7 separate regions of the Mus musculus genome follow, and regions 1, 2, 3, 4, 5 and 6 are each linked to region 7. A link is a contact called in public Hi-C, HiChIP or PLAC-seq, Micro-C and promoter capture Hi-C data. All regions are on one chromosome and are shown on one strand. Each heading gives the region's core, a stretch centred on a gene start, on an enhancer-like site or on the middle of the called end of the contact. The rest is flanking DNA. Distances are from core to core; before and after follow the strand shown. Region 1 holds the start of Pth1r (parathyroid hormone 1 receptor). Region 2 holds the start of Camp (cathelicidin antimicrobial peptide). Region 3 has its middle 17 kb from the start of Map4. Region 4 holds the start of Map4 (microtubule-associated protein 4). Region 5 overlaps Map4 (microtubule-associated protein 4). Region 6 holds the start of Cdc25a (cell division cycle 25A). Region 7 holds the start of Elp6 (elongator acetyltransferase complex subunit 6).

Evidence for each region. Promoter capture Hi-C pulls out the DNA fragments that hold promoters and counts their contacts. Hi-C and Micro-C count contacts between places; a contact is called where the count stands out from the background. HiChIP or PLAC-seq counts read pairs in DNA pulled down with a chosen protein or histone mark.
Region 1: a contact with region 7 is called in a promoter capture Hi-C map of embryonic stem cells. The contact joins the promoter of Pth1r here to the promoter of Elp6 in region 7. A contact is called at or near these places in 3 of 39 promoter capture datasets (cranial neural crest and embryonic stem cells), 2 of 115 datasets of contacts at active chromatin or transcription factors (embryonic stem cells and large pre-B cells) and 1 of 9 other capture datasets (adipose tissue).
Region 2: a contact with region 7 is called in an H3K27ac HiChIP or PLAC-seq map of embryonic stem cells, with 5 times the contacts expected there. The contact joins the promoter of Camp here to the promoter of Elp6 in region 7. A contact is called at or near these places in 3 of 39 promoter capture datasets (liver and stem cell-derived epiblast-like cells) and 1 of 115 datasets of contacts at active chromatin or transcription factors (embryonic stem cells).
Region 3: a promoter capture Hi-C map of the HPC-7 cell line shows a contact between it and region 7, with 2.2 times the contacts expected there. The contact joins the enhancer-like site here to the promoter of Elp6 in region 7. A contact is called at or near these places in 4 of 39 promoter capture datasets (the 3T3-L1 cell line, 3T3-L1-derived adipocytes, the HPC-7 cell line and 1 more), 5 of 484 Hi-C or Micro-C datasets (B cells, embryonic fibroblasts, embryonic stem cells and 1 more), 1 of 115 datasets of contacts at active chromatin or transcription factors (bone marrow-derived macrophages) and 1 of 9 other capture datasets (pancreatic islet).
Region 4: a contact with region 7 is called in an H3K4me3 HiChIP or PLAC-seq map of bone marrow-derived macrophages, with 6 times the contacts expected there. The contact joins the promoter of Map4 here to the promoter of Elp6 in region 7. A contact is called at or near these places in 1 of 39 promoter capture datasets (the C10 cell line), 1 of 484 Hi-C or Micro-C datasets (uterus) and 4 of 115 datasets of contacts at active chromatin or transcription factors (the SCID.adh cell line, bone marrow-derived macrophages, embryonic midbrain and 1 more).
Region 5: a Micro-C map of embryonic stem cells shows a contact between it and region 7, with 5 times the contacts expected there. The contact joins the enhancer-like site here to the promoter of Elp6 in region 7. A contact is called at or near these places in 10 of 39 promoter capture datasets (the 3T3-L1 cell line, 3T3-L1-derived adipocytes, the C10 cell line and 6 more), 1 of 15 datasets of contacts at CTCF or cohesin (embryonic stem cells), 30 of 484 Hi-C or Micro-C datasets (the AML12 cell line, the Ba/F3 cell line, the G1E-ER4 cell line and 17 more) and 1 of 9 other capture datasets (liver).
Region 6: a contact with region 7 is called in a Hi-C map of erythroblasts, with 2.7 times the contacts expected there. The contact joins the promoter of Cdc25a here to the promoter of Elp6 in region 7. A contact is called at or near these places in 15 of 39 promoter capture datasets (the 3T3-L1 cell line, 3T3-L1-derived adipocytes, the C10 cell line and 10 more), 15 of 484 Hi-C or Micro-C datasets (CD4 T cells, CD8 T cells, ECoMG-derived neutrophils and 11 more), 12 of 115 datasets of contacts at active chromatin or transcription factors (the NIH/3T3 cell line, the SCID.adh cell line, astrocytes and 7 more) and 1 of 9 other capture datasets (embryonic stem cells).

What each region holds. Positions count from the first base shown.
Region 1 is chr9:110,740,132-110,744,331 of GRCm38.p6, reverse strand. It overlaps Pth1r (parathyroid hormone 1 receptor), which reads left to right and starts at 1,722. Exons shown (of 14, transcript NM_001083936.1): 1 at 1,722-2,106. The coding sequence starts at 2,032. Gm35775 (a long non-coding RNA gene) reads left to right here and starts at 2,530. Exons shown (of 2, transcript XR_379891.3): 1 at 2,530-4,200.
Region 2 is chr9:109,847,046-109,850,881 of GRCm38.p6, reverse strand. Camp (cathelicidin antimicrobial peptide) reads left to right here and starts at 1,426. Exons shown (of 4, transcript NM_009921.2): 1 at 1,426-1,639; 2 at 2,174-2,281; 3 at 2,419-2,490; 4 at 3,301-3,505. The coding sequence starts at 1,448. The coding sequence ends at 3,447.
Region 3 is chr9:109,912,588-109,916,942 of GRCm38.p6, reverse strand. No RefSeq gene overlaps it. Among named protein-coding and RNA genes, the nearest start is that of Map4, 17 kb to the left of the region's middle. Within about 2 kb of position 2,517, at least 59 of the 459 cell types and tissues checked have an H3K27ac peak or open chromatin away from gene starts, as enhancers often do. A contact at or near this core is called in the HPC-7 cell line and bone marrow-derived macrophages, where this site is marked.
Region 4 is chr9:109,929,455-109,933,219 of GRCm38.p6, reverse strand. It overlaps Map4 (microtubule-associated protein 4), which reads right to left and starts at 1,446. Exons shown (of 19, transcript NM_001205330.1): 1 at 1,280-1,446.
Region 5 is chr9:109,983,845-109,987,717 of GRCm38.p6, reverse strand. All of the region lies in intron 2 of Map4 (microtubule-associated protein 4), which reads right to left. Among named protein-coding and RNA genes, the nearest start is that of Map4, 54 kb to the right of the region's middle. Within about 2 kb of position 2,072, at least 51 of the 459 cell types and tissues checked have an H3K27ac peak or open chromatin away from gene starts, as enhancers often do. A contact at or near this core is called in embryonic stem cells, hippocampal neurons and muscle stem cells, where this site is marked.
Region 6 is chr9:109,873,607-109,877,441 of GRCm38.p6, reverse strand. Cdc25a (cell division cycle 25A) reads right to left here and starts at 1,863. Exons shown (of 15, transcript NM_007658.3): 1 at 1,283-1,863; 2 at 208-281. The coding sequence starts at 1,452.
Region 7 is chr9:110,302,717-110,306,681 of GRCm38.p6, reverse strand. Elp6 (elongator acetyltransferase complex subunit 6) reads right to left here and starts at 1,490. Exons shown (of 7, transcript NM_001081381.1): 1 at 1,333-1,490. The coding sequence starts at 1,386.

The sequences.
Region 1 (4,200 bases), core at 473-2,972, 440 kb before region 7:
AATAGGTTGAGACATCTTAAAATACCTGGAATGGAAAAGGAACCCCTCTAAACCGGGAGTCCAACGAAGGTCCAGACCAAGGAGCACCACCAGAGTCTCCGATCCGCTAGACCCCAGGACTAGGAGTGGGACAGGGGATGAAGGACCAGTCTAGGGCGGGGCAGGACTCGAGGGCGTTGGCTGCATAGCCTGGTTCTAGCTGGAGGCGGAGCAGCTTCCCCAGGGTCCCCACATAGCCAGACCAGGAACCCCATGGGTACACGGGCAGCGCCGCGGCCCACGGCGCGAGAAATACCAGGAGGCTTCCCCAGTGGCTCCTCTCGTGTGGCCGCCCGCTCATCAGCAAGGGCCGGAAGATCGGGGTAGTGGGTGGGTGGTCTGTGCTTTCCCAAAGGAAAGAATAAAGCAAAAGCGAGACAACGTCCCAGCCACGGTTCTCAGGTCCCGATGTCAGAGCTCCCTAGACTGCGTCCCCGCAACACTTATCCTTCTGCTGAAAGACCCGGGGCAGGGTCTCTGGAGAGATGTCCCGGGATGGGGGACAGCGGGCTCGGCTCTGTCCTGCACACACCCGCCTGAGAGGCAGTGGCGGGGGCAGGGGCGGAGGAGGCCCGGGGAGGGCGCGGAGGGGGGGGGGAAGAGGCTCCGGGCCGTGGGGGGAGGGGAGCAGCAGACGCCGAGGCGAGGGACGCGCAAGGCGGGCGGCGTCTCGGAGCAGCGGCCGGGCGGGGGGCTCTGGAGGCCAGGCAGGCCAGGGGGGGATCCCGAGAGCTCCATGAAGTCCCCCCGGGGCTGCGGACGGGGCGCTGGCTTGGGGAGGCTGTCGGGGGGGCCCCGACATTCATGGCAAGGCGGGGGCCGCGGCGGCGAGCTCGGAGTAAGTCGGGGCTTGGGGGATGGGGGTGGGGGGTCGGGCGCGCGGGGCGCGGGAGGCCGGAGTCGGGCAGGAGGGGACTCGGGGCCCGGCCAGGGCGGGCCCGGCTGCCCCGTCTCCGTGTCAGTCTGCGGCGCCTCCTCGGAGCCCTGTGGAGTCGCCAGCCCCGCTGCCGCTCAGTTCGGTGGCTTTTTTGGAAACTTGCAAATGTTTTCGTAGAGGAGGGGAGGGGGGAGCGAGGGAGTGACCGAAACCGAGCTTGGGGCCGTTGGAATAGCAGAGGCCAAAGCCGGGGAGCGCGGGGAGGGTGGGTGGTGGGTGGACGGTAGCAAAGGACCGACTGACAAGCAGACAGGCAGCCTCAGCGTCGGGGCAGCAGAAACGCCCGTGCCGCTCGGGCGCACGCAGCGCGGGTTCGGAAGATGGGAAATGGGGTGCAGGGGGTGAGCAACAAGGTCACGGGGGTCCAGACTGAGACGGGGAGCCGGCCACGATGCCGCGGGAGAGCCGGGAGCTGGCGGCAGAAACGCCGAAGGGCTCAGTGTGGTTGCAAAAGTCAGGATGGCATCCCCTAGTTGCACGCCCCGCGCAACTCAAAACGCGCCCCCTGCCCCGCCCCGACTCCCCTGTTGCCCACTGCCGCGGAGCTAAAAATAACAGCCTGGTCGCCCCCCGCAGACCGCGACCCCGACCCCTCCCCCGCCCCTCCCCCACTGGGCGTGGAGCGAAGCCACGGCTCCCAGTTCCCCCAAAGAGGGGGGAGAAAAAAGACAGAGAGAAAGAAAGAAAGAAAAGGCGGCGCGGGAGGGGAGCGGGGGGCGGGCCGGGGGCGGGGGGCCCAGCCATATGGATGTGATTTCTCCGCTCCGAGGCAGACAGGCCGCTCAGCAGCGCTCGGCGCCCGCCCGCCGCCCGCCCGGCCTCAGGCTGCCTCCCTCCCTCCGCCCTCCCTCTCTCCATTGCGCCGGTTCGTTCTCTCGCTCGCCCTCGGCGAATGGGCCCCGCGTCGGGCTCCGGGGCCTCCGGCCGCCCGGACGCCGGGGTCCCCTAGGCCGGGGCGTGGGCGGGGCGGCCCGGCCTGACGCAGCTCTGCACCCTCCAACCATCACCAGGGCCGGCGGCGGCTGCCCCGAGGGACGCGGCCCTAGGCGGTGGCGATGGGGACCGCCCGGATCGCACCCAGCCTGGCGCTCCTTCTCTGCTGCCCAGTGCTCAGCTCCGCATATGCGCTGGTAAGTCTCTCTCCGTCCACACTCCAACACAGGACTCCTGGAATTGCTTTGGGGTTCCTGGGACGAGTGTAGGCACAAATTCTTGGGCTCTCCTTATAGTCTGAACTTTGGGATGGGACCTCCGAGCCCCCACCCCCCCAGCCATGAACCAGGAACCCTGGTGTCTGCTCTGTTTGGGGTGTCTTACCGTAGGTTCCAGATGCCTGAAGTTTCCCCACTTCTGAAGACTTGGCTTGGGGTCCTGGGTCTGGAAACCTGTGGTTGGAGTTCCCCTACACCATGCTTCTGTGAGCATATGGCTCTGGTCGTATGTATCTTTTTCAGTGGTAACTGTGCGATTCAGCGGGTTCTGGGTGTGGAGTATCACACACTGCGCTGGGGGCGGGGGGAGCTCCGTTTTTGCAAGTTTTGTTTGCACCCGGTGCTCAAAGCTGTGTGCAAGAAGTCAGAAATCACTTAGACTTGAGGGTAGGATTTAGAGCCCTCCTCAGTTCTCTGGATCCTACAGATGCACAGATGTATGCATGAATGGGACCGCTTTACCCAAAGTGGAAATCGGTTTGCCCAGGGAGGTGGGTGTGGTACAGAGGTCTTCCAAAAGACACTGATCTCATAGCACACCTTGCAGAAGATATGTGCTGTGGGACATGAGTGTGCTGATCTTTGGGGGGTACTGTGCGTGGTCTGAGGGTGAATACCAAGAAACAGACTAGTGGAGAGGGCCAGACAGACAAAGAAAGGGGTTAGGATGAGAGCTCTGGACCCCAGCGGAAAGAGACTCAGAACAGAAGACAACTAGAAAGCTGGAACTCGACCTCATCTTGGGCTAGGGTCTGTTAGCCATTTCTCAGAGAGGGGAGATTTTCTGTCCTCTCATTCCCTTAGTGGTCCCATCCCAAGTGCCTAACCTATTCTTGAATCAGTTTTTGTGCCTGACTTTGAGGTCTTGTTGCCCCCCACCCCGTACTCCACCCCTGACCAAGGTCTAGAGAGACAGAGCAAGTAGCTTCCTTCATAGGACAGTCCGGAGGTGCTCCGGACACGGGGGAGAGAGCTATTTGCTGAACTTTCCTCAGTGACTTCTGTGTGTGTACACATATATGTGCATGTGTCTCACATTCGAGGACACAGGAGCTGTGGGGCTCCCCCAGCTCAGCCTACAGCTGTGTGACCTTCGACTCTCTTTCTGCACACCTCAGTTGCCCATCTGTGAACAGAGAGCACGAGAGAAACATTTGCCTGACACCCTAGCAGTTTGATGTCCTCCTCCTGTGCCCATAGCCTCGATTCTAGTCCAGCAAAGGACAATCAAAGCCAGAGACTGTTCAGGAGGTGCTCCGGACACGGGGGAGAGAGCTATTTGCTGAACTTCCCTCAGTGACTTCTGTGTGTGTACACATATATGTGCATGTGGCTGTTGGGTACAATATCCTTCCTCAGTGTGTGCCTGAATGTTTATCGGCACAAGGCTTTATGGGCATCTGAGTCAGTCCGTAGGGTTGTGTGTACTCGAGTTCACATGTGATTGAAGCTCTGCATCCGCACATGACTCCGAGGGAAGCACAGCTGTCTAATGCATGTGTGTGCGTGCACGTGTGCACCCTATGGGTGTGCACACGGGTCCATTGTTTGTTCATTTGTATTCAACAAATGCCTCTGAGTTTTCTGTTCGTCAGTCTGTTGTTCTAAGCGCTTTACGAAGATCATCTAGTTAGGTTTTACCCACGACCCTTTGAGAAAGGTACTTGCCCTGTTTTGTTTTTTTATCTCAGGTAAATCCACAATCACTATGGCCATTGTCTCTTATGATAACCAAGTATCAAGCCCTGCAACCTCAAGTGTGGTGGAACCCCTAGGGCCCCATAGTTCTCTGTAGGGAAGTTGACGTATATGCAGAGAACTTCCTGGTTTAGAAGAGTCCTAAGCTGAAGGCAGAAAGACAGATGCTGGTGTGGCTATACAGGGACCATGCCCTGACTTTGGACCGTCTCCCGCTTCAACTCTAAGGGGTATATAGTCCAAGGGACGGAGGCAGGGGTATAGTCCAAGGAACAGGAGTTTGGCCAACTCACTCACCCACCACCCTGTGGGATC
Region 2 (3,836 bases), core at 177-2,676, 460 kb after region 7:
TCTTCCTGTCTACGCTTCCTAAGCGATGCGATTACCAGCCTGTACCAACGTGAACAGTTTATGTGGTGCTGGGATTTGAACCTGGGGCTGTGTATGTTGTAGTCAATCACTCTATGACTGATTATATTCCCAGGCCCATTTCTTTTTTTGGGGGGGGGGTTGGAATAGGGTCTCACTTGGTAGCCCAGTAAGGCTTTGAGCTCACAGTTGTCTTCCTGCCTCAGGCTTCTGGCAGTTGACATAATAGGCATGAGCCACCATTCCTGCATTTATAGGAACCGTGAACTCAGAGAGTCAGGTCACATAGGCAATGGGGCCCCTAGAGCTAAAGTTCACAGTCAATTGTGAGCCGACTCACTGTAACTTATGTTCTGAGAGGTGCTGTGCCTCGGAAGACCTGACTCCTAGGGACAGAACTGGCCCAAGATGTAACCCTCAAGCTCTAATGTTAAGAAAACAGCCCTTGGAGGCAAAGCGAGGGCGACAGGGCAGGGACAGGTCCCTGAGACAGAGGAGTAATCTAAGCTCTCATGGAGTAAGACAAAGTTTGAGGGTAGTCACTGGATCCAGAAAAGCCTGGCCAGCAGGGGTTTTAAGGGAAAGAACAAGTCAGAAATACTGAGTCAGTGTAGTCCGGGCTTTGGCTAAAGGCCACATTTACAGGAGGATAGGGACATTTTTGTCTTGAGAAAGGCAGCTGAGAAGGATCCAGGAGAGGTGTGGTTGCTGCTGCTGGACTAGGTGATGTGTCTAGAAAGCCATGATTGGTACCATGGATGCCGTCATGCTTCCATGATGAAGCATAGCCCCAGGTTCAAGTCCCAGCACCATACAAACTGTTCACATTGGTACAGGCTGGTTAGCACATCACTTAGGACGTGGTAATGCTTGGTTACCAGTCTCAACCTCCTCTTGACCCTGTGCTTCCAGACCCTTCAACTGCCCTGAGGATCGGAGCCAGAGAACAGGCCTTGAATGGCAGGGACAACTTCTTTCTTGAGGGATGGGGGTGGGGTGGGGTGGGGCAGGGTCTCTGGTTGGGTTGGCCACTGTCACTTACTCAAATGTCCAGAGAGTCAAATAGTGAACACTAAATCTAGGCTCACTCCTAAGGAATAGACAGTCACTGGCTCTCTTCCTTTCTTGGGGTTTTACCCCGTTGAGCAATACTGGATATGATAGTCCCTCTGGGGCCCAGGAGAAGCCAAGGCCATCTCAGGAAGATGGGGAAATTATTTCTTCATTTGGCAGGCTAGCTGACTTCACTCACTGCCCAGAGTCTCATGAGGCAATGAGAGTCTGAAGCAAGCGCTAGCCCCCCCACACCCTGGCCGGCAGCCAGGGGCAGGGTGGGCCAGGAAGGCTTCTGTTTGAAACTTTGCTGGATCAGGTTCAGGATGAGAATAAATGAGGCTCTCCTGGCCTGGAGGAGGCAGTCTTGGGAACCATGCAGTTCCAGAGGGACGTCCCCTCCCTGTGGCTGTGGCGGTCACTATCACTGCTGCTGCTACTGGGCCTGGGGTTCTCCCAGACCCCCAGCTACAGGGATGCTGTGCTCCGAGCTGTGGATGACTTCAACCAGCAGTCCCTAGACACCAATCTCTACCGTCTCCTGGACCTGGATCCTGAGCCCCAAGGGGTGAGGCAGAGGAAGAGCCAAGATCTAATCCTTTTAGCGTCGTCTCTCCTTTTCTCAGGAGAAACTCCATAAATCTGTGCCTCTTTCCAGGCTGTCGGCTTTCAGCCTTTGGGATACTTGCTGTGGCACAAGATGCCTGGGGCTTCCATTCCAGGGACGGGGGTAGGGGCGTCGGGGGCAGAATCACTAGCTCTGGGATTGGCTCCCTTTGCTCTTCGTTTTTCCATATCCATTGAGGAACCCTACCTAGCCTTGAGGTTCCCAAGGACGTGCCTGATCCTCTAAGACCCTGTCCTTTTCCAGAAGGGGAGCTGCTCTGCGTTATAGCTGGCTGAGGGCTGTTCCCATTCACTGTGTGTGGGGGGAGAAAGGAGGGGGCTCCTTTTCTCTTCCCTCTGTACTTCAGCACTCGATCCTGTCTCAGCACTCAGCACGTGGTGATGGAGGGTCACCATGTTGGTACGCGTCAAGAAACCGATCCTTGAAGTTGAGACTGGGCCTGAGACGAGTCTCCTTACTTTCTCTCCTGACCAGGACGAGGATCCAGATACTCCCAAGTCTGTGAGGTTCCGAGTGAAGGAGACTGTATGTGGCAAGGCAGAGCGGCAGCTACCTGAGCAATGTGCCTTCAAGGAACAGGGGGTAAGGCAGAGGGCTGGGGGTGGGGGTCCCTCTTGTGGAACTAGTCAAGGAGTCCCCAGGGACTTCCATCCAGTAGACTAGGGTTTAGGGCTTATGGCAAATGAATTCTAGTTTGACCATGGGCTTTCCCTTCTAAGGTGGTGAAGCAGTGTATGGGGGCAGTCACCCTGAACCCGGCCGCTGATTCTTTTGACATCAGCTGTAACGAGGTGAGTAGGATGCAGGGCACGGTGAGGGGATGGAACACGGGTTATCCTGCGGACCAGTTAGTTCCTATTCCTACCTAGAGCAGAAAGAAGAGCCCCCCCCCCCAACCCCCTTGGCTCCTCCCTTGAGCCTGAACTTTAAGACTGGTTCTGTCATCCCTTAAAGTAGCGATTCTCAAAAGTTTGGCTCTTACTTGGGAGGCAGAGGTGGGAGGATCCCTATGGGTAGCCTTATCTACATAATGAATTCCAGGCCAGACATGGCTACATAGGAACTCAGATAGTTAGGGATGCAGATTCTTAGGCCTCGCTAAGACTGTTAGGACTCCAGGGTGAGGACTTTTTCACCGGGATCAAACACAACCTGCTGGATATTCCGAATTCCGCTGAAGCACAGAGCACTCTCTTAAGAGTATCTTCTCAGCCGGGCGCGGTGGCGCACGCCTTAAATCCCAGCACTCGGGAGGCAGAGGCAGGCGGATTTCTGAGTTCGAGGCCAACCTGGTCTATAAAGTGAGTTCCAGGATAGCCAGGGCTACACAGAGAAACCCTGTCTCGAAAAACCAAAAAAAAAAAAAAAAAAAAAAGAAGAAAGAAAAAAGTATGTTTTCTCAGATCCTTGGGAGCCCCTTGCTATTCCCAGACCCCGAGTTCTCATCTTTTATTGAGGTTAAGGATCCAACTGCGTGTCCCAAAGGCTGAAAAGGGTCTAGAGGCTCTTGGAGTATCCCAGAAGTGTGGTCTAGGTGGGGAAGGAACTTGGGTGGCCCTGGGACCAGCCTCACAAGAAACCCACTTCTTCTTGGTACACAGCCTGGTGCACAGCCCTTTCGGTTCAAGAAAATTTCCCGGCTGGCTGGACTTCTCCGCAAAGGTGGGGAGAAGATTGGTGAAAAGCTTAAGAAAATTGGCCAGAAAATTAAGAATTTTTTTCAGAAACTTGTACCTCAGCCAGAGTAGTAGGCCTGCCTTGGCCTGTTTCTGGATTCCTAAAATAATAAACTTGGTAAAAGAAACTTCTCTCAGTGGCTTTTGTATTCATCTAGTCTTTAACTGTGGAGGCTTTCTGAGCCCATGTACATGCTATAATCTTATGTGCTCTATGTGTGAGAGAAAGAGGAAGAAAGCTGTCCATTCAGGAGGTGTATGTAAGGCACACAGCAAGTCTTCCACTTACATTTATAGCTGGGCAGTGGGAGTGCTCATCTTTAATCCCAGACCTTGGGGGGTAAAGGCAGGTGGATCTCTGAGTCTGAGGTCAGCCTGGTCTACAGAGCAAGTTGTAAGATAGCCAAGGATACACAGAAAAACCCTGTTTTGAAACCCATTCCCCATCCCGACCCCTGCAA
Region 3 (4,355 bases), core at 1,268-3,767, 390 kb after region 7:
GCTCACAGCTACAATTCCAATACTTGGGGGGGGGGGCTGAGACAAAGGGTTGCTAAGAGTTCTAGGCTAGTCTGGGTGACAGTGAGACTCTATGTAAAAGAAGGAGGGAGGTAGGGGGAGCACCCACACAAAAGAACTTGAGCTTGGAAAGCACATGGTCTGGGGCATTTGGTTCCTGTCTGTACCCTACCTTCCACTTTCTATTTTTTTTTTTTTTTTTTTTTAAGATTTATTTATTTATTATATGTAAGTACATTGTAGCTGTCTTCAGACACTCCAGAAGAGGGCATCAGATCTTGTTACAGATGGTTGTGAGCCACCATGTGGTTGCTGGGATTTGAACTCCGGACCTTCGGAAGAGCAGTCGGGTGCTCTTACCCACTGAGCCATCTCACCAGCCCTACCTTCCACTTTCTAAAGAGCTCATTTTATGTATTGTGGGTGTGTGCATGTGGAGGGAGTCTCCTGGGGGTTGAATTCAGGTTGTTGGGCTTAGCAGCGAACACCTTTACCTGCTCAGCCATCTCTCTGTTCTCTGTCTCCCCAAAGAACTTTTCTGAAAAGATCCCAGACTAGTTGCAGCCCTCCTTTATCCAGAAACTGCAACATCTCCATTCAGGCCCTCCCACAGGCTCCTGTAAGAACAGGGAGGACAGAACGGCCCCATTATCAGAATTCCTGAGCTCAAAGGAGAACTCAAAAGTTTTACACACACACATCAGCATCTTTCATCTTCACCAAAAAGTTGTATTTATTCTTCCTCCAATAGATAAGAAACCAGGAGCTCAGAGAGGTTATTCAACTTCTCCAAGGTCACACAGTCAGAGCCAAGAAATTTGTCACTGAGATATCTTAAACTCAGTAACTCAGTGTTTTCTCAGGCCTGATTTTATTTACTTTCTATTACTTCTTTTTTTTTTTTTTTTTTTTTTTTTTTTTGGTTTTTCGAGACAGGGTTTCTCTGTGTAGCCCCGGCTGTCCTGGAACTCACTTTGTAGTCCAGGCTGGCCTCGAACTCAGAAATCCGCCTGTCTCTGCCTCCCAAGTGCTGGGATTAAAGGCATGCGCCACCACTGCCCTGCTCTATTACATTTTTTTTGTTCTTCTTGGTTTTTGTTTTTTGAGGCAGGGCTTCTCTGGCTGACCTGGAACTCATTATGTAGACTACGTGGCCTTAAACCCAGATATCTGCATGTTTTTGCCTTCCAAATGCTGGGATTAAAGACATGCAACACCACCACCATCCAGTTTAAATTAATCTTTCTTTCTTTCTTTCTTTCTTTCTTTCTTTCTTTCTTTCTTTCTTTCATAGCTATTCCAGCAAGGACTCATACTCCCTGACCTTCCCCTCCCTCTTTGTGAAGCTTTGACAGTCACATGAGACTCTGAAGTAGAGCCCCGACCAAAGGGATGAGATGCATTCATCTCCCAAGATAAAGAAGACAAGGAGCACTTGGCCTTAGTGTGCTTGCTAGACTTGTTTGAGTCTTGGTGTGCCTTTTTCTAAAACAAAAACAAAAACAAAAACAAAACAAACAACAACAACATACAAAACAGTTGCCTGGCTTGGGTACTTGGGTCTTGTTCTTGTATTTCCTGGTGTGAGGACTAAGATTATCCATTATTTCTTTCTAAGACATTTACATATATTTGGGTATCCATAGAGGCTAGAAGGCCTCAGATTCTCTGGAGCTAAAGTTACAGAAAGTTGTTAGCTCCCTGGCATGGGTGCTGGGAATTGAAGTCATGTCCTCTGTAAGAATAGCAAGCACTCTTAAACACCGAGCCATTTCTCCAGCTCTGATTTTTGTGGATTTTTTTTCTGAGACAGGGTTCTATGTAGCCCAGGCTGACCTCAAACATGATATCGTGCTGTCATGCTTTCCAAGTGTTGGGTCTACAGGCATGTGCCGCCATGCTTTGTCTCTGCCTTTCCTCCTTGATACCCCAGGTCACCATCTGGCATTGTTGCCCAGTCTGTGTGCCAGAATCTCTCTGCCAGGCTCCACATAGCAGCAATGTTTTATTTTGTAGCATCAACTCCTCAGATTTTCATTCCATCTAGCTGTGAGAACTATGCATTTTAAGATCAGTACTGAGGGAGTGGAGAGATGGCTCAGTGGTTAAGGGCACAGGCTGCTCATCCTAGAGGACACAGGTTCAATTCCCAGCACCTGCATGGCAGCTTACAATCATGTGTAAGTTCCAGGGGATCTGATGCCCCCTTCTGGTCTCAGAACATCCCAGGCAAAACACCCATATACATTTTTAAAAGTTCTACCAAATTCTTTGTCAAGTTCCGCCCTCTAAGGGAGAGAGCAGCTTTTCCCACTCTTGAACGGGAGTCAGACTTTGAATACATAGCCTGTGACAACAGCAGAAGTAGACAACTTTGGATGTTTGGCCATAAAAAGAATTACAGCTTCCTCCTGGTTTCTTTCTCTTTCTGTGGGCTCACTCTTGGGGAAGTCAGTCCTTGTGTCATAAGGACACTTCCCCGTCTGTGTGGAGGAGTCCCTGTGTGGAGGAAGTAGTGAGTGACCTCCTGGAAAGGGGATCCCCCAGACTTTGGTGAAGCCTTCAGATCTTACAGCCCCAGACAACACATGATTGATTCCTTCCTTTCTGTGTCTGCGTGGTCTCTGTTGTTGCTGTCTTTTTAAAATGTTTACTACAATTGTTTATTTCATGGGGGCGGGGAGCATGTATGTCCACTCATGTGGAACAACTGGCCAGAGCTGGTCCTCTGTCCATCTTGTGAGACCTGGGGATCAGATTCAGCAATTGTGCTTTCCCACCGAGCTATCTTTTCTCTCCTTCTGTTTTCCTTCCTCCTCCCCTGCCTTTTCTCTCCTCTGTCTCTTTCTCTCTTGATGCTACGTAGTCCACGTTGGTGTCAAGCTTGCTGTGGAGCTGGGGCTAAGTCTCCTACTTTTACTTTCCAAGTGTTGGATTACAGGTATGTGCTGCTGTGACCATCTTAGAATCTGATACTATTAACCATGCACTATCCCTGCAAGATGCTTCTTGATATATATATATACTTATGAGAAATCAGTACAAGTATTTTAAAAGACTTGTGGACTGGGGATGTAGCTTAGTTGGCAGTGAGTTCTCAGCATGCCCAGGTCCGAGATTGGATCCCTAGCACCAAAGAAAACCAGGTGAGGTGATGTACACTAGTAACCCCAGCACTCAGGAGGTGGAGGCAGGAGGATTAAAAATTCAAGATCATCCTTGGCTACATAGTAAGTTTGAGGCTAGTCTAGGCTAGTCTGTTAATTTTTTTTTTTTTTTTTTTTTTGATTTTTTGAGACAGGGTTTTTCTGTGTAGCCCAGGCTGTCCTGGAACTCATTCTGTAGACCAGTCCGGCCTCCCAGAAATCTGCCTGCCTCTGCCTCCCAAGTGCTGGGATTAAAGGCGTGCACCACCACTGCCCGGCAAATTTTTTTTTTTTTTTTAAGGAAGGAAGGAAGGAAGAAAGGAAGGAAGGACAAGCCTGGGTTGTGATGTCACAAGCCTAAAACCTCAGCTCTCAGGGGCAGAGGCAGGCAGATCTGAGTTCGGGGCTAACCTGGTTTAAATAGTTTCAGGACTGCCAAGGCTCTGTGGAGAAACCCTATTTTGAATAACAAAAGAAAACAAGAAAAGAAAAACAAAAAAGGCAAAGAAATTAAGCTGGGTAGGAAACCAAACTCAAAGGGTTTCTTTTCTTTTCTTTTATGTTTGTGTTGAGTATTTATTGAGCTTATGGGCCATAATGCCCATGTGGAAGTGAGCAGGTTTCTAACGTGAGTTGCTTGACTCACAGCATTCAAAGCAAGCAGACCAACCTATAAACACAGAGCTTAGGACAGTGTATATTCCCTATGGTGGAGGAACAAGAGGGAGTTTCCTGGAAAGCTGACCTTCCTCGATCTGATAACAATTAAAATCAATGCAGTTACATAGTATTAGTTGAGCTTACCAGGTCAATTTATCTATATACAGAGATATATATTGCCTTTCACTGCATATGAACTATACCTTTACCTAACGGTTAAAACTTCAGCGGTCATGTGCCTGCTACTCATCACACTGGGCAGAACAAGTTCATTCCGGCTCAGTAAACACTGCACTCTGGTGCCTTTACCCAGCACTCAGGAGGCAGAGGCAGGCAGATCCCTGAGTTCAAGTCCAGCCTAATCTACACTGGAGATAACTTCACAGTGATCTGCCTACCTCTGCCTTTGGAGTACTGGGATTCAAGGCTATCACATCATGCTGGTTTGTTTTTTGTTTGTTTTTGTTTTTTTGTTTTTGTTTTTCCAGACAGGGTTTCTCTGTGTAGCCCTGGCTGTCCTGGAACTCACTC
Region 4 (3,765 bases), core at 197-2,696, 370 kb after region 7:
TGGGCAGTGTTACCCTATAGGCCTAGAGCAGCTGTATTTCCCTTACCACACCCATCGCTCTGCCTACCCAGCCAAGCTGCCGGCAACCGCCCCCCTCCCGTTTGTCACCCTCCCACCCCCACCCCCCAACTCTACACCATACTATTCTCCCTCCTCCTGGGCTGAGTGAGCAAATTACAAGCACAAATATCCCCTGATGCAATGCCACAACCATCCCTGGGAAAGAGCAGAGGCAGTTGCCAAAAGCGCAGCAGTAGGAAAACGGGCGGGAGACACTCGCAGGGAGCAAGAAACACTGCAGAGGCCCTGGGGAGAAATTCTGTAACTGGACCAGCGGAGGGCAAGGAGAAAGGGGGATTCCAGCAAAAGGCTGGGTAACACTAATCTTGCCTGAGAAGTACAGGCTACAACTCCGCTCCAGGAGGGGGCGAGTTCTGGATTCCTAAAACACAAACCTGTGGGGAAATCAGCCTCTTCCCCTAAAGACCAAATGCATTTAATCTACACAATCCAAGAGATAAGCAAACCCTCCCCAAAACGCCCAGGAGGCAATCTCAAGTAAAGTTGAGTTCCGACAGTAACAGTCCAAAAGAGCTCGTCCCGGGTGCTAAAATAAACCACAATCTCTGCTCCGAGTAACGTTTCCGACAGCCGCTGCTAGCCCTGGTCCCTGTTTCCGGACTCCGCACCCTTAACGTGACCCCTTTTGCATTCCCGAAGCCAGACACTAGATGCGCGTCAGTCCCCAAAGTGTGCGGGACCCACGCACACAAGGGCTCGAGTTGGATTCTCCAGACCACCCCTCGGCCCCACCCATAACCCCCAGAAGGGACACGCAGAGCTCGCCTCAGTCCCCACATACACGGACGCCCCTCCTGAAGCCTGGAGAAACGACCCCGGCGTCCTTCTGCATCCCGAACCCCACCCAAGGGCCCAGGCTGCAGTCGACCCTCAGTGTCCCGGCTCAGCACATGCCCAGCCTGAGGCAAGCCCCTCGGCTCCACAACCTCCGAAGCCCTGATACAAAATCTCTCCGCCCGCCTCGCCCCCTACGGTCCCCTCAGAAGGCGTCTCAGAAACTCCGAAGGTCACGCCCGCAGGCCCCCCACCAGGCCCCCTCTCTCAACCACCCCGGCGTCCCGTAGGCGGACAGCCACCGCCCTTCCCCGCCTCGGGAGGGACCTGCGGGGTCCCCGGCGGCCACCGCGAGAACCTGGGCGGGAGTCGTGGAGGTTAGTGAGGAGGCCGACCCTCCGATCTCAATCACAGCCGCACCTACCCGCCGCCGCCGCCGAGCCCAAGCCGGAGCCGCAGGAAGCCGGGAGAGGGCAGAGAGGAGCCGGGAGCAGCCGGGAGGAGCCGCAGAAGCCACAGACCTAGCCGGAGGGGCGGGGCACAGGGAGGTGGCCGCTTCCTCGTCGCCCTCTTGAAGGCCGGCACGAAGGCGGAGCGTGCTCGCCGTCAGCGGGTGCCGCCCCAGCCAATGGGCGCCACCGAAGGGCGGGCCGAGGCGCCGCGAACCAATCCACGCCGGCCCCTACTCCTCGCCCTCTCCGTGGAAGCAGCACGAGTGGCGGACCGTTGGCGCGGCGCGCGTCGGGGGTCTAGACTGCGGCCTCCCGCCCGCGGATGCCTCAGCGAATGGCGAGGCTCAGGCCGCCTCCGCCGTTCTGAGAGGGCCGCCGCTTCCTTTTCCAGCAGAAAGGATGCTAGTGTCAGGCGCACGCGCCTGCGTACGGGTGGGCCTGAGTGGGCCCCGCCGGCCCTGACTGGTGGGCTCTATGATGTAATCTGGGAGGGGCGGGGGCGGGGCCTTGGGTTCACTGCTAACCGCGAGGAACTGACTGGGAGCTGAGGGCGCAGCTCATAGTAGCTGCCTGAAACGTGGCTGGACCAAGTTGAGAAGGAACATTGTTGAATGCAAAACTGATTATATGGGGCCGGGCGTGGTGGCGCACGCCTTTAATCCCAGCACTCGGGAGGCAGAGGCAGGCGGATTTCTGAGTTCGAGGCCAGCCTGGTCTACAAAGTAAGGTCCAGGACAGCCAGGGCTCTACAGAGAAACCCTGTCTCGAAAAACAAACAAACAAACAAGAAAAAACTGATTATATAATTGGGAGTGTATTTAGTAACTTAAATAATTTCATGTTTCTTTTAGTTTTTTTCTTTTTTCAACGTAGTTACTTGAAAACTTAAAGATCACCTTTGTTCTGTTTTGGGTTTTTTGCACAGTGCCTCCCACCATAGCGCAGGCTGGCCTGAAATTCACTTTGCATCACCCACCTCCCTCAGAGTGATGGCAATCCCTCAGCCTCAGCCTCCTGAGTGTTGAGATTACAAATTTGAGCCGCCATACACAGCTAAAATTACCTCCTCCTACTCTCCTCTCCCCGCCCCCCTCCTCTAGAGTGTCACTACGGTCACATTATATTGCCTGTGCATAGTACTGGTCCAGAAGAAATAGTGATACCCAACTCCTTTATGCTTATTCCATGATCCACATATCTTAATCATCACAAGAGCCCTACATGGTTAATATATCCTCAGTGCCCTTTGTAGTTTTAGTTATGAGCCTTATCTTTAATAGTTTAATTTTCTCTCCAGCACTCCTCATTCTCATTATGTTAACAGGCAAGTTTAGTAACACCACAGTGTCAACAAGACAATGTTTGGCTAGTGGGGCTTTAACTTCAGTAGCCAGGTGCTAGGATTGTAAACTCAGGCATATAGGGGTTACCAGGAGAACTTGGTTAGGAAGTACAGCTGTGCTTTTGTAGCCTTAGGAAAGGTAAGCCTCAGTTTCCTCGTTTATGAAAATTAGATAATAGTCACTCTCAATAAAGTTACTAATAGGATGCCAAAGGTAAAATACCATATTCCCGATGAAGTCTCAGCATGGCTAAACAAATTATGTAAACCTGTGGAAGACTTCTAAACCTTTCTGTATCGATATTGTGTAACAGTTTCCTCCAAGATTGGAACTTTCCATTAAGCAGGAAGGCCCTGAAACCATCTAGTTTTACTAGGCTACTTCCTGCCAGAGTTCAGCGTCCCTCTCAGAAAAGAAGACCTACGCAGTAAAGAAGATTCTCAGAAGAGCAAAAGTTGCAGACTCTTAAGACCAGACCAGCTGCCTGAGAGAAGCAGAGACCAGCCAAGCCGCCTGGAAGAGGTTTAGACCAGCCTTACTTACTCAACCCATTGAGTGGCCTGCAGGCTATGCAGTGTGCCCCAGTTTTCCCAATTTGTGAGTTGTTACCAGTATTGGGGTGGGCCTTGGTGATTCAGCTGTCTTTGAGTCATTTCTGCTACTGTCAGTAACCCCTCACTCATATTTCATCATAGTACTGAAGGTAGCCCCAATAAAACTAATTGGTTCACCAAGCTGGGCTTTGGTTTGTCATGAGTTTCCTCTCTGGGATAAGTAGACTTCTGTATTGCATTTCCCCAGGGAAAGTTTTGTCACACAATACTCATTCATTTAAGCAGTAAATGGAGATGATGATAATATACATGAGATCCATATTAGTAACTGTCCTAAAGTACATACATAGTTACTTACGATTTAGTAGACATAGTTTACTGTTAAAGCCATAGTAACTGGAGAAATGGGTCAGCGGTTAAGAGCACTGACTGGTTTTCTAGAGGTCCTGAGTTCAATTCCCAGCCACAACATGGTGGCTCAAAACCATCTGTCATGGAAATTGATGCCCTCTTCTGGTGTGTCGTGTGTCTGAAGACAGCTACAATGTGCTCATATATATT
Region 5 (3,873 bases), core at 823-3,322, 320 kb after region 7:
TGTTGTTGTTTGTTTTTTGTTTTGTTTTGTTTTGTTTTGTTTTTCAAGACAGGGTTTCTCTGTATAGCCCTGGCTGTCCTGGAACTCACTTTGTAGACCAGGCCTCGAACTCAGAAATCCGCCTGCCTCTGCCTCCCAAGTGCTGGGATTAAAGGCGTGCGCCACCATCACCCAGCGGCTATGAGTTTTGAAAAAGCTGATTCTGGGGCTAGAGAGATGGCTCAGGGGTTAAGGGCCCTGGCTCTTCTTCCAGAGGTCCCAAGTTCAATTTCCAGCAACCACATGGTAGCTAGCTTACAACCATCTGTAATAGAATCCTATGCCCTCCTCTGGTGTGTCCAAGGAGAGCCACAATGTACTTAAGTACATAGAATAAATAAATCTTAAAAAAAAAGCTGATTCTGTAATTATACATTTACTGGAAGTAATCACTAATATAGGAATTCCTGTACAATATCCCTACATATATATCCAGAAAGATGAAGCAATTCTTTGCAAATTATAATATAATGTTACAGGTATACCAAACAATCATATAGGACAGGCAATTATAGAAAGATCTAATTGTATTTTAAAAGAAATGCTTATAAAACAAAAAGAAAGAATAAAGACCCTCTAGGATAGACTAAATAGTACTCTGTTTAAATTTCCTAATGTTAATGAGAAAGGAACAACAGCAGCTGAGAGACACAGGGTTATTTTTAAAAAATTGTGGAATTAACTCAGTCTATATACTATAAGGATGTATTAACATCAGAACGGAATCCAAGAATATCTTGCATTGGGGACATGGATTTGTTTATCTTTCTATAGGAAACAAAAAGCTGTGATAACATCAAACAAAGCTAAGAGTTGATCGGGAGATCTTCTGAGAAGATAACCTGACCAGTCACTGCCTTTGCCTTCGAGCCAAAAAATCCTGGTCAAGAGATCTTCGATCCTTAACCACTGAAAGGTCTATGAGCAGGACTTTGGTCTACAGCAATACAGAGGCCATCTACAATGCAGAGCAACAATAGGCCTATGTGAAGAATTTTAAGACAGACTGCTGAATACCACATCCTGCATGCCCAAGTCAGAACTATAAGTAAGCCAAAGGTTCACAGAACTGAGGGAAGAGAGATTAAGAGACTTTGACAAGGAACTCCAGAAAATAAGATGCTAGAAGATAAGACAGTCCAGGATTATAAATGGTTCAAGAAATACTCAAGTTAGCCAGACGTGGTGGCGCACGCCTTTAATCCCAGCACTCGGGAAGCGGGGACAGGCGGATTTCTAAGTTCGAGGCCAACCTGGTCTACTGAGTGAGTTCCAGGACAGTCAGGGCTATACAGAGAAACCCTGTCTCGAAAAACAAAACAAAACAAAACAAAACAAAAACAGAAAGAAAGAAAAGAAATGGATATAAAAAGGCAACAGAAGGGCTAGAGCATGACTGTTCTTCCAGGGGTCCTGAGCTCAATTCCCAGCAACCACATAGTGTCTCACAACCATCTGTAATGGGATCTGATGCTCTCTCCTGGTGTGTCTGACGACAGCGATAATATACTCACATACATAAATTTAAAAACTTAAATTAAAAAAAAAGAAAGAAAGAAAGAAGAGAAGAGAAGAGAAGAGAAGAGAAGAGAAGAGAAGAGAAGAGAAGAGCAGAGCAGAGCAGAGCCAAGTCAGCAGAGACAGAGCGCGGTAGAGCATTAGAGGAGGATTGGACTAGGGTCAGAGAAGAGTAGGGCAGAGTAAGTACAGTTCAGGTGGCAGAAGAGTAAAGTCAAAAACAGTGAAAGGTGATAATTGAGAAGGTGACAGTTGAGCCAGGAGAAGCTGAGCTGAGTCAGAAAAGATATTGTTAGAAGACAAGAGAAAAACCCACACAAAGAGAGAAAAAAGAAAATAGCTATAATTGAGGACAGCCAGGGCTACACAGAGAAGCCCTGCCTCAAAAAAAAGCAAAACAAAAAACAAAAAGGAAAGGGTTAAGGAGCCGAGTGGCAGCTGTGCTGTGAGCCAGGAGAAAGCTTCAGGCCAAGCAGAAAGACTGAGCACAGGCTCAGCGCAGCCAGACTCTTGCCAACATCACCCTCTTGTGGCAAATTTGGCAGACTGCACTATTTCATTAAGGCCAAGTCACATGCAGTCTGTCCACTAGTCTGTCCAGACTGACTGACATCCTCTAACCTATCCTCTGTACTCTGCACATGACCTGAAAACGCTGGACCAAGGCTCATCCTTGAGGAGCGCTATCCTAGACTAATTTCCTTATATTTTTTATGTAGACCAGGCTAGGTTGGATCCACCTGCCTTCCAAATGCTGGGATAAAAGGCATGTACCACCACCTAACTTTTTATTCTACAAAAATGCTAGCCTCAAAGAACTTAGTCTTAATTTCTATCTTACAAATGGGACACAGAATAAAGTCTTAAGCGAACTGCCCACAAACTTGCTAACTGCTTGTGGAAGCCAACAATGAGTAAGGTACTCACTAGCATAAGACAGCCACAGAATCTGTTACTGCTATTTGAAAGGCATGCAAGGGCGAGGCACAGAGTACTGATAATAAACTCCTAGGCATTGGGCAGTTTAGGAGTAATCAGGGAAGAGCAATACATCTGGAAACAATTTCAAACGCAGTAGACAACAAGCAAGCCACTGCACCCACTCATGAAATGCATCCCTCAGGCCGGACATGATGGCGCACGCCTTTAATCCCAGCACTCGGGAGGCAGAGGCAGGCGGATTTCTGAGTTCGAAGCCAGCCTGGTCTACAGAGTGAGTTCCAGGACAGCCAGGGCCACACAGAGAAACCCTGTCTCGAAAAACAAACAAACAAACAAACAAAAAAGAAAAAAAAGAAATGCATTCCTCGCTTTAACAGAAAAGGATTCTTAGGGGGCGCTGGTGCCATCATGTTTATTTAAAAAAAATTGTACATAGGGAAAAAAGCAACTTTCCTTTTCATCAACTAATCTCATTTTATGTTTTGAGATGAGGTTTCTTGTAGCCCAGGTTATCCTTGAAAAGCCTATGTAACCACCTTAATTTCTTTATCAAGCTAGGATCTCATAGGTGTGGATGACAATGCATGGTTTACCGCTCACTTTTTAGTTAAAGACAGGGTGGTCATTTAAGAATTAAAGGAAATAAAGTCAACTACTGTTCTATTACACGCATAGCTCATTCAGCTGCCCCCTCTATATCTAGATATGAGGACAATGCTTTAAACTTCCCTTGATTGGCCCGAGCCTACAATCAAACAAGTGAGAACCTAACCAAGCCTGCTCCAAAAACAAAACACAAACTCAAGGTGTATACCTCGACTTTGAGCACCCAAAAAAAAAGTAAAATCAAACACAAATGATGAGGGTTAATAAATCGGCCTTGAGGAACATGCTTACAATCCCAACACAGAGAAAGCTGAACCAGGAGAGCCAAAGCTCCAGAACAGCATAGGCTACACCTTAAGACCCAAAGTAACAATAAGTCTTTAGAGCTCTTCTTCCATAATGCCTAAAAACTATTCCAAGTAACTTACTTGTGGTTAGAGATGACCCACTGTCTAAATTCACTTATTGCTATAGCACAGAATCCAAATTCAGTTCTCAGAACCCATGTAGGGCAGCTTACAACTGCTTCTAATAACTCCAGGCACCTTATGGTCTCCAAACATAGCATAACTCATACAAATACATAAACATAAATGAAAATAAGATAAAATAAATCCTTTTCATTTCTCTTCTTTGTTTTGTTGTTGTTATTTAATATAGGGTTTCTGGGCAGTCCTGGAACTAGCTCTGTAAATCATGTTGGCCTTGAATGTAGAGATCCACCTGCTTCTGCCACCTGAGTGCTGGGATTAAATCAATGCACCAACA
Region 6 (3,835 bases), core at 614-3,113, 430 kb after region 7:
TAAATTGATTTAATTAAATTCTTAAAAATAAGTGGCTTAGTGGTTAGTAGCACTTGGTGCTCCTGTAGAGGGGACAAATTCAGTTCCCAGCAGCCATATCAGGCAGCTCACAATGGCCTGTAACTCCAGCTCCAGCGGCTCTGATGCCTTCTGATCTAAACACACACGAGCACATACATAGACACACATGAACAGTAATGGCAATACCTGAATCGGTCGATTCTGAGGAGCCCATTCTCTGTAGACTGCTGTTATTTCTCACTTCCATTTTCTCACAGTCACTGAAACCAAGAGAGGCACCTCCACATGAGCAATTTCTAGCACATGATTAAAAAAAAGGTGACATACAGGCCACGAAGTAGCCAGGCTGCCACAAACCATCTTTGAGAGACCAAGCCAAGGACACCCCACTTGGCCACCCAGAATACCCCAGTTGGCATTTAAACAAAGAAAGGAGTGAGTGGTTTGGCCTTGGGCCACATTGTCAGACAGGCCTGTGGCAAGGGCTGGGTTTCCTTAAAGGAGAGCCTCAGTCTGAGGTTCTGAGTGAGCCAGGAGTAAGGGCAAAGGTGACTAGGCCAGGAGTCCCAGCTTTTCAGGGTTTGCAAAAGTTGTAAGACAAGTTTAGGAGGCGAAATACCCAACATCGAAGGAAAAGCAACTTCACTAAAAATAGTGTTAAGCATTTTTGTTAGTGATAGTGGTGTAGGACTACAAAGTCCTCGAAGATTTCCAATATGGAAAAGTTAGGTAAAAAGTGATAGCTTAAAAAAGGTAGTAGATGGGTAGATACAAGAAACGTGCCGGCCAGGTGGCTGCATAGATTTTACACAAATGCAAGAAAAGAAAATGCCACGTCCCTTTGTTGAGAAGGAACAAAGCTTACAGGAAACTAAGATCCGGCGCGGGTGGTTCAGCAAAGAGGGCCTAGGAGGACCCATTCTCACCCTCCCTCCCAACCCCCATAAGGGTAGATTCCAAAGACTTTTCTGGAATAGAGACAGCGTAGAGAGAAATCTGAAAGGGGTGAACAAGACAGGATGCCCAGCAGGCTTCCTCGATCTCCGCGGTCTGGCTCTTGGCTGAGGATAGCCCTGGACTATCCGAACGGCCTCTCCCGCCCAACATTCCGCCCGGGAGGGAGGGTGCACATGGCGGGCCCTAGCCAGGCCATTCCGGGTCGGAGCATCAGAACCAAGTGGACAGACTCTGTTTCCTGCTGGATCATCCCGAGGGCCGACCAGAGGCCAGCGGCCTGGGGCATCGCTCGCTGGTCTCTCACCTGCCCAGTCCTTCCAGCTGGTCCATGGTGACCGTCAGGTTGGTGACAGGGGACAGTCCGCCAGCAGCTGACGCGCCAAACAGCATCTTCCCCGTGGGCTGCGGCGCAGGCGTGGGGCTGCAAGCGAAGAACAGGCGGCGGCGGTGGGGGGGCTCCGGGCCCAGTTCCATGGCGCCGCCGGGCCTGCCCGGACTCCCGCTCCGTCTTCCTCCGCCTCCGCTGCGCCGGGCCCCGCCCCGCTGGCACCGGCTTCAGCCGCGTGCCACGCCACCAGCGCCCGCGGGTCAAACACAAACACGACCCCGCGGTTCAGAGACGCGGCCGCCACGGGCAGCGGCGCGGACCGGCGAGCGTAGGGGACTCGGCAGGCGCCAGGCACAAGCACCGGTGCTTCCCTCTCTGTCCCGCGAGGCCCGCAGGCGGGCGGGCGCCTGCAACCTCAAGATTAAATCCAAACAAACTCCGTGGAGGAAGAGTCTTGAGACCACCGCTCCGACTAACTCGCCTCACTTTTTTTCTCCCTCCTTGCTCCGTAGCCGGCTCGCAGAGAAGGAACCTTCACTTCCCTCACCACCAAAGTGGCCTTAGCGTTAATTGCTGCACACTCAGGATAGCCGCCGCCCCGCCCCTTTCCTAGTTGGCGCCAAACGGAATTCACCAATCAGGAAGCAAACTTCTCCTCGCTCCCGAATGACAGCTGAGCCGGACCAATGAGAAGGAAAGGAGGAAGCGTCTCGTGGGCCTCCTCGAGGTCACGCCCTCTCTCGGTGGGGGCGAAGCCTGAAGAGTTGGGAGGTGGCTGAAATGAGAAAGGAGTCAATGAAACTTTCTGTGGGGGCGCTAGTCCCTACCGAAAGGCCCCGCTCTTTTTCAGTTGCATGCTGGGTAGTGTAGTTCCTACAGCGTGTGCTACACACCTGTCTGAGCTACTGAGCATAGTGCTGTGCACTTTTTTTTTTTTTTTTTTTTTTTTTTTTTTTTTTTTTAGGAGACAGAGAGACTAGGGAAGGCCATCTGGACCAGGCGTTGGCTCTTCTCTAACTGTGTGGTACAGTACCATGGATCCTGGATCCCTCTTTTCCTTCACAGGACTTCAGGCTCTGATTTTGTCTTTCTTTTTTTCTTTTTCGAGACTGGGTTTCTCTGTGTAGCCCTAGCTGTCCTCGAACCCGCTCTGTAGACCAGTCTGGCCTCGAATTCAGATCGATCTGCCTCTGTCTCTGCCTCTCGAATGCTGAAATTAAAGGCATGTGCCACCATTCCTGCTCCAGACTCTGATTAATTAATTTAATTAATTTTTGAAATAGGGACTTTTTTTTTTAATAGCCCGGGCTGAAACAGGAGTAGTTGAGAGCTATGATCCACAGATAGCAAGCAGAGAGAAGGGGGTGGGGGGAGGTGGGATGGAGAAAGGAAGAGGGAGAGGGAGGGAGGGAGGGAGGGAGGGAGGGAGGAAGAGAGAGAGAGAGAGAGAGAGAGAGAGAGAGAGAGAGAGAGAGAGAGAGAGAGAGACTTTGCCTGGTGTGGGTTTTTAAGAACTCAAAACCCACTCCCATCTACACACCTGTTCCAACAAGGCCACACCTTCTCTAAAATCCCTCCCAAACAGTTGGGGATCAAGCATTCAATCATATGAGCCCATGGGAGCCATTCAAATCACTGTAAAAGTACTAGGCAACATTTAGTGTTTATGTACATGACAGTGTTTCATGTGTGATAACTCTACTAGTGTACTTAATCTTTACAAGTCTTACATCACAAAAATAATTCCAGGAGGGACCAGAGTGAAGGGAAGGTAGTTACTTTATTCACTATTTAGATGAATAACCATTATATCACAAGACATGGTTATGGGCTTCTTAAGTATCTTCACTATGGCCATATTTGTGATTCCATATATTTTTCTTTTGAGACAGGGTCCCGTGCAGTCAGGCTGGCTTTGGACTCTCTATAGTCAAGGATGGCCTTGAATTTGATCTCCCAGTTCACCACTGAACTTAGTTTTGTGCTTGTTAGGTAAACACTTCTAAGTAAGCTACATCCCACCCTACCCCCATTGAGCTTCCCCAGTTACATTGCTCAAAGGATGTAATTTGAGCTGGGGAAGGTGAGAAATACCTGCAACTACAGAATGTGGGAGTTGGAAGCAGAAATTTAAAGTCACCTTCAGCTGCACAGGGAGTTCTAGGCCAGGTGGGGCTACTTAAGGCCCTTCTCAAAAAACAAGCAACACCAAAAAAAAAAAAAAAAAAAAAATGTAAAGCGGGGCGTGGTGGCGCACTCCTTTAGTCCCAGCACTCGAGAGGCAGAGGCAGGCGGATTTCTGAGTTCGAGGCCAGCCTGGTCTACAAAGTGAGTTCCAGGACAGCCAGGGCTATACAGAGAAACCCTGTCTCGAAAAACCAAAAAACAAAAAAAAAAAACAAAAAAACAAAAAAACAAAAAAAAGAAAAGAAAAGAAAAGAAAACAACAACAACAACAAACCTAAGCAACAACAACATTAAAAAAAAAGTCTTGGAGCTGATAAGATGTCTCAACAGGTGAAGATGCCT
Region 7 (3,965 bases), core at 241-2,740:
CTAGGCAATCTGAACTAATGCAGCCAGCCAGCTTGCCCCAGGGATCCCACCTCTGCCTCTTTAGTGCTGGGATGACAGGTGTCCTCTTGCCTACCTGGCTTTGACGTGGGTTCTTGGAACCCAAATTCCACTTCTATACTTGGTGCCAAGCCCTATATCCACTGTTCTATCCCCTGGCCCAATTCTTGACAAGGCCTCTGATGACAAAGATCTCCCAGTGACTGTGGTTCAGACGGGACTCTTATCACAGCAATCGCTGGAAAGCCCTATGAAGATGGTCTCTGCATTGCCTAACTACCTGCTGTAGTTCTGTAAGTAACAGACAACATTGGGACCAAGGGCTGTCACACACCACCTCAATGCTGTACCAACCTAGGGAAAACCTGTCCAATGCCTCTGGGTTTCAGCTGTGTCCCTCTCCTCCCTCCCCCCAATATAAAATGCCAAATCACACTGCCTGGCCTTGAAACACATTTCCCACCCAAAGTGGTCACTTCCTGCTGTCACTCTGGACCTGGGAAATGCCCTAGCAACTAGAAAAGTAGTCAGAACTGGAGGTCTGAACAGTCAAGAACTGTTAGGCAAATAAAACCCAGAAGGATCGCAGGGCAGTGGTGGCACACGCCTTTGATCCCAGCACTTGGGAGGCAGAGACAGGCAGATTTCTTGAGTTCAAGGCCTAGCCTGGTCTACAGAGTGAGTTCCAGGACAGCCAGAGCTACACAGAGAAACCCTGTCTCAAAAAACAAAAAAAACAAATAAGCAACCAAACAACCAAAATCCACAAGATCTATTTAAAGCTTTCCATATGTGGTGTGTTTGCTGCAAATTACAGAATAAAACAGATATACTCCTGGGAGAGGTAACCCCTAAGTGAAAATGTGAAAGACATTTCGAGGTTCCATGGAGAGTGAGGAGGTTGGGAAAAACAGAGGGGATGGAATATGCTGAGGCCTTTTTGCAACCAGATATCATCAGAACTAGGAAGAGTGCAAGCAGTGTTCCGTGCAACCTGTAAAATGTTCCATGGTGGAAGGAGATTCAGGACAGATAAAAGGATCTCCTCTAGGGCCTGCTCTGCAACCATCTTTGGGCGCCAGTGTGGCACGGAGCACATGGTCCTGGGGCTGGAAGCGAACACGCAAGATAGTCCAGAAACCCATCTTCCAAAGGCCCAGGAATGCGACTGCAGCCTCGGCGAGCCCTCTCCAGACTACAACTCCCAGATGCCCTCGGTTTACGGCAGACGCGCCTACTCCACCGCGCAGCGTCCCGGATGCAATCCTGCACGCTCCCGGGACCTGCCCTCTTCCGGTCCGCACGACATCTTACCTGCTCGGTCTTGTCTGGGGTGGTGCTGAGAAGGTTGTTGAGTTCCGGAAACATCGTGAACTGGGATAAAAATTATGGTTCTACAGAAAGAATGAAGGTCCAAGAACAGCACCCACAAGACCGTGCTCGCGAGCGCGAGAAAGCGCGCATGCGTGATCTCGCTGCCGGACTCGAGTCAGCCAATCAGGCTTGGGGTTGTGATGCTGCTGCTGCTGCTGCGCAAGCGCGTGAGCACGTATGCTCGTAAAGCTGAGCCTTAGAGCGATCTCTCATTCGGGCAATGGACCATTGTGCTGCTCTCAGTAGGTGCGGGTCCACACAGTGCTGGTGCTCCCTCACGATTTAGCACGAGCAGGCGAGCTTTCTCTTTCCGTTGCTCCCCCTCCCTCCGCACCTCCGGGTCTTAGTTGCTCCACGTCTTCCTAGTGTATTGCTCACAAACTTGGGCTAGATACATGGAACACATAGAGAAATGTTTGCAGGATCTTCGCAAAAAGAGAGAACAAACCTTACTAGCACAGAATTACATCCTGAAGAGCTTTTTGTATAAAGCAGAAGCCAGGAGGCCAAAGAGATGGCTCAGGGAATAAACGCTCTTCTTCCTCCCTCTGAAGACCACCCACATTGGGTTGCTCTACTTGTAACTCCAGCTCCAGGGGACCCGACGCCCTCTTCTGGGCTCTGCAGCACATGCACACACAATATACACAAAAAAATTTAAGGGGACTCAGAAGATTTTAGAGGACCCTAATTTGATTCTCATTATCCACTTGGCAACTTATAACCCTCTGTAACTACAGTCCCAGGGAATCTGATAGCCTCTTCTGGCCTCCAAGGGTACCAAGCATAGAAGTGGTGCACCTATACATACCATCAAAACGTATGCATAGTTTTATTTTAAATAAGCAAGGCCCTCCTCGGCCTTCTGCTAAAACAATAAAAGAACAAAAAAGAAAAGTCAGAGGGATACAGGTCAGTTGAAGAGTTCTTTCCTAGCATCAAAAACAACATAAAAAGCATGCTGCCAACATCTGTGATCTCAGCTGTCAGGAGGCTTAGGCAGGAGGGTTGCCAGCAAGTCTGAGCTTTGTGAAACTACCTCTAAAAAATAAAAATAATGGAACTGGGCGTTATGGGGCACACCTTTAATCCTAGTGTTCAGGAGGCAGAGGCAGGCAGATCTCTGGCAGTATGAGGCCATCCTGGTCTACAAAGTGAATCCAGGCTAGCCAGGCGAACACAGAAACCCCATCTCGAAAAAACAAGCAAGCAAACAAACAAAAAAGAGGAGGAGGAGGAAGAAGAGGAAGAAAGAAATATAAGCTAGTGGTGGTGGCACATACCTTTAATTTCAGCACTTAAGAAACAGAAGCAGGGCTGGTGAGATGGCTCAGTGGGTAAGAGCACCCGACTGCTCTTCTGAAGGTCCAGAGTTCAAATCCCAGCAACCACATGGTGGCTCACAACCATCTATAACAAGATCTGACTCCCTCTTCTGGTGTGTCTGAAGACAGCTACAGTGTACTTACATATAATAATAAATAAATCTTTAAAAAAAAAAAAAGAAACAGAAGCAGTCAGATCTCTGAATTCGAGACCAGCCTGATCTACAGATCAAATTCTAGGACAGCCAGATCTATACAGAAAAACAAAAACAAAACAAAACAAAAACACAACAAATAAACAAGTAAATGAAATAATGAAATATACAGAGGTTATATACAGAAACATACAGTTATGTAAAAACAATGAAAAAAAATCGGCCATGAATGTGAAAGAGAGCCAGGAGAGGGATATGGAGGGAGAAACGGGAAGGGGGATGGTATAATTATAAACTCAAAAGGCATAATTAGAAAGGAATAAAAGGAAATACAACTGCACCCGATCTCTGTAGGTACTGTAGAGAAAAGCAAGACTGGATAGAGATTTGAAATTAAGGTAGTTGTCAGAGGTACCTTCACTAAGAAATTGTGATTGGGGCTGGAGAGATGGCTCAGCAATTAAGAGCACTGTTTACTCTTCCAAAGGACCCAGGTTCAATTCCCAATACCCACATGGCAGCTCACATCTGTCTGTCATCCCCGTTCCAGGTGTTTGAGTGTCTTCTTCTGGCCATTTTAGGCACTGGTCATGTACATGTAAGCAAAACACCCATACATTTTTTTCCCTTGAGATAGAGTCTATGTAGTCCTGGCTATTCTGAAACTTTCTAGGTAGACCAGGCTGGCCTCAAACTCACAGACCTGCCTGTGATTTCTGGATGCTGGAATTAATGGCATGTATATCTATGCCTGGCACTAATACTTAAAAAAAATGGTATGGTGGGGATACACCTGTGTGCCCATCCTTGGGGGTATGCAGAGAAGTTCTGCTTTCTGGAATGATTCTCCCCCCAGATATCCAGCTGATGTGAAGCCACTCCAGGTGTTTGGTTCAGTTTTCAGTTTATCTTGGAGGCCTTCCCTGAGGGTCCTGCTTAAATCATGTGGTTTTGTTCTAACCTAAGGAGTCCCTCAGATCCCCAGGAAAAAAAAATCATTAACCAATGTAAAGCTTCCTGTATTGCAGTGCCTGAGCTAGCTGGCCTATGGCCTATTGCCAAAAGAGAGTTAGGAGGATTTGGGGAAAGTGTG